2 separate regions of the Mus musculus genome follow, and region 1 is linked to region 2. Evidence: chromatin contacts called from public HiChIP or PLAC-seq data. All regions are on one chromosome and are shown on one strand. Each heading gives the region's core, a stretch centred on a gene start, on an enhancer-like site or on the middle of the called end of the contact. The rest is flanking DNA. Distances are from core to core; before and after follow the strand shown.

The links. HiChIP or PLAC-seq counts read pairs in DNA pulled down with a chosen protein or histone mark.
Region 1: a contact with region 2 is called in an HNF4G HiChIP or PLAC-seq map of pancreatic cancer cells. The contact joins the promoter of Tmem91 here to the promoter of Zfp575 in region 2. A contact is called at or near these places in 2 of 39 promoter capture datasets (cranial neural crest and hippocampal neurons) and 3 of 115 datasets of contacts at active chromatin or transcription factors (extraembryonic endoderm stem cells, pancreatic cancer cells and thymic regulatory T cells).

Annotation. Positions count from the first base shown.
Region 1 is chr7:25,673,130-25,676,588 of GRCm38.p6, reverse strand. Tmem91 (transmembrane protein 91) reads left to right here and starts at 1,423. Exons shown (of 4, transcript NM_177102.4): 1 at 1,423-1,553; 2 at 2,929-3,164. The coding sequence starts at 2,955.
Region 2 is chr7:24,586,161-24,589,391 of GRCm38.p6, reverse strand. Zfp575 (zinc finger protein 575) reads left to right here and starts at 1,751. Exons shown (of 4, transcript NM_001033205.3): 1 at 1,751-1,941; 2 at 2,150-2,234; 3 at 2,575-2,738. The coding sequence starts at 2,663. It also overlaps a transcript of Ethe1 not described here.

The DNA.
Region 1 (3,459 bases), core at 174-2,673, 1.1 Mb before region 2:
CAGCTTGAGTGTTTGGACTCTTGGCAAAGTTCCCTGGCACCCTAGAGCTAGGGAACTCCACGGCCTCACATCGGGAATCCTCCTGTCTAGCCAGATGGAGGGCGGCAGGAAAGGGAGGCAGTGCAAACTGGGTGGGCTTCCTGAAGGAGGGGATGTCTTGGAGGGCCAGGAGCGTTCTTCAGTTGAACGGACACGTATTATAAATCATAAAATTGATAAACACATTACATGTGTTCACTGCGCTTACTTTGCCAGACTTTGGGTAAATGTGTGGGCATTTGTTGTCACATCTAAGTTAAAATCCATATGTCGGGCTGTGGAAATGACTCAGAGGAAAGGGGGGCTTGCTGCTAATCCTGATAATCTATGTTGGATCCCAGGAACATATCTGGTGGAAGAAAAGAACCAACTCCTACAATTCATCCACTGACTTCTACACATGCTTGCTCTACATAGCATGTGTGCACCACACAAAAGAAATAAATGTAATATAAAAATTTTTTTGTTTTTGTTTTTGGAGACAGGGTTTCTCTGTGTAGCCCTGGCTGTCCTGGAACTCACTTTGTAGACCAGGCTGGCCTCAAACTCAGAAATCCGCCTGCCTCTGCCTCCCGAGTGCTGGGATTAAAGGCGTGTGCCACCACACTCGGCATAAAAAAATGTTTAATTGTTATCACATCTAGGAGGATGGGCATATGTCCCGAGTTTCCAGATGAAGGAATTCGGTTTAGAGAGAGATGACACTATCTATGGTCCAAAGTTCACACATCGAGTGCCTTGGAATGCCTGCAAAGGAGCTGTATGCAGAGAGCCCAACCCTGGACACCACCAACCACCAACGTCACTGAAGGATGCTTATAGCATCCCATCCTAGACCATTCCTCGGCCTCTGTCCTTGGAAGCTTCGCTCAACCTTCCTACCTCAGCTTCTTCCCTCCCCCTGGGGATTCTGCTGTGGGTTACAGTCTGTTGGCACTGGTCCCATTTGTTTATGTCAACACAGGAGCCAGTGTCCTGGCCTCAGTTTCCTCATCTGCAAATTAAAGGGAATGCAACCAGGACCCGGCAAGGGGTAGCATCCGCACTCATTGAACAAGCTGTGTTCTCAGACCAGTTACTTCACCTCTCTGTGCCTCTTTGCTGCCGGGTAAAAAAAGACCATATACCATGCTACTTAGAATTGTTCTGTGGCTGTGTATATTTAAAGCACCTCTTAGAATAAGGCACAAAGCTGTAGTCGATGTTATTATTATTGTTGAGCCATCATTTTGGGTGAGTAATGTGGGGTCCAGCCATGTTCCAACCATCAGGTTTCAGCCTCTTTAAGGGAGAAGCTGCTGGCTCTGGGACCCCCAGAATCGGAGGCCCCCTCCCGGGTCGCTGCGGAGGGGCGGAGTCTGGAGCTATTGCCCCGCCTCTCTCCTCCCCAGCTCGCTGCGGGGCTGGGGCGCAGAGACCCAAGCGCAGCTCAGCAGCATTCAGACCCTGTACGGGGTAGCCCGGACGCCCGATCTCTGGGTTCAGGTTTGCCCATCTCTGGGCGGCAGGGCAAGGTGGGTGCCCTGCAAGACCCAACCATGTCCGGCGCTTGACCGTGGGCGGTGAGAATAGATGGGGACATTGCTCCTCCCCCAGGGTCCTGGTGTTGCGGGGGCGAGAAAAGGATGGAGGCGAACCTTTGGCGGGGGACCTGCGCTAGATTTGGAATGACCTGGGGCGGGGGAATCATAGAATGAGAAGGATCTTTCTGGCTGAGTGTGAACAGTACATATGCTGAAGAGCTAAGGCGACAGGCCGGCCAGTGGGGAGATGTGTGGGGCAAGGTGCGACACCGGTTGAGCTGGACAGGTGTGCAATGGAAGGGATGAGACCTGAGAAACGTAGCAGTGGCGATTTCTGCATGGTGAGGGTGTTTGCGGTTTCAGATGCAACAACGGTGAGGACTGCAAGGTGGCTCAGGGATACACAGGATACGTAAGAACGCTGCCGGCCTCAGACATGTTTTTGAGGGGAGTCGCTGTAATTTTGCAGCATGTGCTTAAGGAGACCTTTGGCAGAGCCAGGGTGTGGGTGGGTTTACCTTCAAAAGGGATGGGTGACAGTGGCCCTGGGAACTGAGTGTGAGTGAGGGCTAGGGGTGTGTGAACTAGGGTGGAGCTCATATGTGACTGGGGATGAGGGATGGATGTGTGCATTATAGGGGGAAGGCTGCGGACCTGTGAACCTGGAGATGGAAGTGTGTGTGTGTGTGTGTGTGTAGAGGACTCATGGGACAAACGTGTGTAAGACGTGGTTTACAATGATTGTGCAACAGGTATTTTTACTACATATTTTTTGGTTTCTCGAGACAGGATTTCTCTGTATGTCCTTGGCTGTCCTAGAACTTGCCTTGTAGACCAGGCTGTTCTGAGCTTACAGAGACTCGCGTTCCTCTGCCTCCTAAGTGCTAGGATTAAAGGTGCATGCCACAACTGCCCAGTGGTACATACTTTTTAAAAATGATTTATTTTTATTTTATGTGCATTGGTGTTTTGCCTGCATGTATGTCTGTGTGAGGGTGTTGGATCCCTGGAACTGGACAGTTGTGAGCTACCATGTGGGTGTTAGGAATTGAACCTGAGCCCTCTGGAAGAGTAGCCAGTGCTCTTAAATGACATTTCTCCAGCCCTAAATACCTTTATGTGTGTATATGTATATACACACACACACACATCTCTATCTATCTATCTAATCCCAGAATTGATCACCTGGGGCCCAGAATAGTGTATGAACTAGGCAACCTCCTTTCTATTCTCAAAATCTGTTTTTCTATCTGTAAAGTGAAGAGAAGGTGTTTTGAGCTCTCTCATCTGTCCAGAGCCCATAGGCATAGGGTGATGGATGAAGGCAAGACTTTTGAAATTTGCATTTGCTTCCTTCTGTCTCCAGGGCCCTCTACCACAGCCTCCACAACCATGGACAACTCCAGCATACAGGAACTCCAGCAACCCTTACTGCCAAGCATAACCTGTGACCTCCTGGCTCCCAGGTCTGAGAAGCCAGAGCTGGGAACCCCCTTCCCAGAAACTGCCTTTGCAGAGTCCCCCAGAGGCTGGCAGCTTCTTCTCCCACCTCTTCCTTCAGTGAGTGCTGGCCTGGGGGAGCCTGAGACCCCTGACTTTGAGGTAGGAGCATCAGGCTGATGGTGGAGGTATCTGCCTAGGTCTGGGGTCTCTCTTGACTGTTCAGGGCTGGCTGGGAGTCTCATGAGTCGCTCTCTGTGAAGCCATGGCTGACCTGGGGCTCACTATGTAGACCAGGCCAGCCTTGAACTCAGAGATTCACTCCCTCCTGTCTCTCAAGTGCAACTTTTTCTTTTTTGGTTTTTCGAGACAGGGTTCCTCTGTGTAGCCCTCGGCTGTCCTGGAACTCACTCTGTAGACCAGGCTGGCCTCAAATGCAGAAATCTGCCTGCCTCTG
Region 2 (3,231 bases), core at 502-3,001:
GATGCCTCTGTAGGTAAGGCTTGCATCCAAGTCTGAAGACCTGAGTTCAATTCCCAGGACCCACCAACGGGAGGCAACCTCCACAAGTTGTCCTCTTACCTCTGAATATGGATACCACAGATGCACAACAAACACACACACATATAAATAACAAATGTATATATATATATATATATATATATATATATATATATATATATGTGTGTGTGTGTGTGTGTGTGTGTGTGTGTGTGTATTGGTTCTCTGAGACAGGGTTTCTCTGTGTAGCCCTGGCTATTCTGAGACTCCCTCTGTAGATCAGTCTGGCCTCAAACTCAGAGATCTGCCTGCCTCTGCCCCATGAGTGCTGGGATTAAAGGCGTGCGCCACCACACTCACGGTGTAATTTTTAAAATATTCATAAAGGAACTTGAGAGAGAGACTCAGTGCTTAACAGCACTAGCTGGAGCAGGGCTTGGTGGTGCATACCACTGATTCAAGCACTGGGGAGGCAGAGGCAGAGGCAGGCAGACCTCTGTGTCTTGGAGGCCAGCCTGCTCTATAGCCAGAGCTATGTAGCAAGACCCTGTGTCAAAAAAAAAAAAGCAACACTGCCTGAACAATAGCAATGTTTAAGCCGGTTTCCATTGGTTCTCTAATATACTTATATAATATAAGACACTGAGGCCCATAACTGTAAGGTGACTTCTTCATCGTCACACGACTAGAAATTGGCAGAGTCCAGCGCAAACCAGTTACTCAGCCCCACCAAATAACTCCCGTGACTCCCAGGGTTGACCAGACGTCATGGATTATCCGGCTGAGTGCGGAGGACTTTTATGAGCACATCACAGGCATACTAGCGCTGGGCAGGAAGTTGTACTGTCGCTGCCTGGAAGTAGGCCAAGCACTCAATGTCACCCTTGGCCTGGCACTCCTAGGCCACCTAGGGAGGGGCAGTAGGTAGCACGGGGTGCTAGGCGTGGTAAATGTCGGTGAAGGGTGCCTAAAGTACTATGCAAGTGCCTTCGGGGGGTCAACTGAGTACTGCCCCTTGCCCTTTCTGAAGAAATAGCCAAACTTTCTGTAAAGGCTTGGAGGAATAGAATCGAATCGACCTGAGCTTTTTGAACGGCTCCCAAAGGCTGAATTCAGACTATACATGGAATTCTCAATGCAAGGCCAAAGAGACACCTCAGTGGTTAAAGGCAGCTGCAGCCAAGCGTGAAGATCTGAGTTCGATTCCTGGGACCCACAAGGTGGAAAGTGAGAACTGAGTCCACAAGAGTCCACAAGAGTCCACAAGTTGTCCTCTGACCACCACACTCAAACACATCCACAATGACAAACAAGTAACTAAATGTAATTAACATTTGAAAGAAAATAACAGGGGCAGTAACAAAAAGAAACCGGAGTGGGAATGTGGGGAAGGGGTGGGGGAGCGGGCCTGTGCAGTCTGTCTTAGCAAGGCACTTGGGAGGTGAAGACATGAGGACTACCAGTTCATGGCTATTCTCGGCTATGTAGGGAGTTTGATGCTAGCCTGGGCTACTTGAGACCCTATCACAGGAAGGAGAAAACAGGAGGGATTAACCACATCCTTACAGATGTGCACTTTCCTAGCTAGGATCCTTAGGCGGATAGCTTCGCGCTTGCTCACTAACTTGCCAGCTGGGTGGTTCAGTCATTCCCTCCTTCCATCACATCTTCCCCCTCTGCAGCCTCTTGCTGGCCGAGAGTGCGCATGCGTGCCGACGCCCCCTCCAGCCCCGGATGGGAGGAGGGGATGGAAGTGAAGCTGGGCCCTACGGCTCGGCAATCTCCTTCCCGCTCTTCTCTCCTCCAACGGCGTCCCAGCGCCCGCTGGGAGGTGCAGGTCCGAGGGCTACAAGGTAGCTCACGAGGCTTAATTGAGACGGGAGGGTTCCGGAGCCCCACCCCCGGGGAGGGACCGCCCTGCAGGTGAGAAGGGCTGGGTCCTGGTCTCCTGGAGATGGATTGGGGGCTGGCCGCTAGGATCTCTCCGCGAAGGGTAGATATGGATCTCGGTGCTCTGGTTTTTGAGGAGTGCATGCGATGCCAGACGTTTGGGACTCCCTCCATGAAAGTCTATATTCTGGGTCTCTAGGTGGTTCTATAAGCCACACCTTCCTTTCGTCTTTTTCTCCAGGTTTCCCTAATTCTCTGAGTCCCCAGTTCTATGCCAGAGATGCGATTTAGCGACACAGCATCAGTAGGCTGAGACTAAAGACAGGGTAAGCCCCCCTTTCTACTAGAATCCCTTCCACTGTACCCAAAGCGCTTCTGGGACAGGGTGGCCAAGGGCACACCCACTGCGCTCAAAGACCAGCCCCTGGGCTTGGGTGGCCGGGCCACTGACTGCTCTTTTTGTATAGCCCCGCCCACTCCAGATTTAGCGGTCCCGCCCACTCTGAGATAGCCCCACCCCACCCAGTGAAAAGATTATCTCTTGGTTTTATTTTCATATCCCCTCCTAGTGTGTACTTAGGCTCCACCTTCCAGCCTTCTGCTCTTGAGTTAGGACTAGACTTAACCAACAGCCTGGTTCTAAACAGACTGGCCTTTTGATTTTAGGCCCGCACCCCTGTCTCCATGAACTTGTTAACCACTGGCGCCATCCTCGCCCCTTGCCCAGCTGCCCCTTGGTCCCTCTGCCAGCAAGATGCTGGGTGGAAGCGTGAAGTCCGAGGTCAGGGCCTCGGAACCTAGTCCCACCTGTCAGGACCCGGAGACCAAAGGTGAGAGCAGCCCAGGTTCTCATAGGGATCATTCCCCAGGAGTGACAGCCCAGGAGAACCAACGTAATGACCATTGGGGCCACCACCACCACTACCCTTAGCAGATTGTGGGGGATTATGGGTAGTGTTGGAAATGGACACTTTAGAAGCTTTCGGCACTGGCTTGGCAACTCTTTGAGGCGCTCATAGGACGTGGGGTCAGAGGGCAAGCAGAAATGTCCTCGAGTGGGACACCAGTGTGACACTTGCCTCCTCGGACACTTTGAGATACCCCTCTAGTATTAAGAGATGACAGGGCCCGACGTGGTGGCGCACACCTTTAGTTCCAGCGCTCAGGAGGTAGAGGCAGAGGGAATCCCTGTGAGTTTGGGGCCAATTGGTCTACAGAGAGTGTTCCAGGCCAGCCAAGGTTACATGGTGAGGCCCTGCTTTATACAGAGTGTTGGGAGGTGGAGCCTGGCCTGGACCCAGGGTGTGCCTGTTTCTAGAAGCC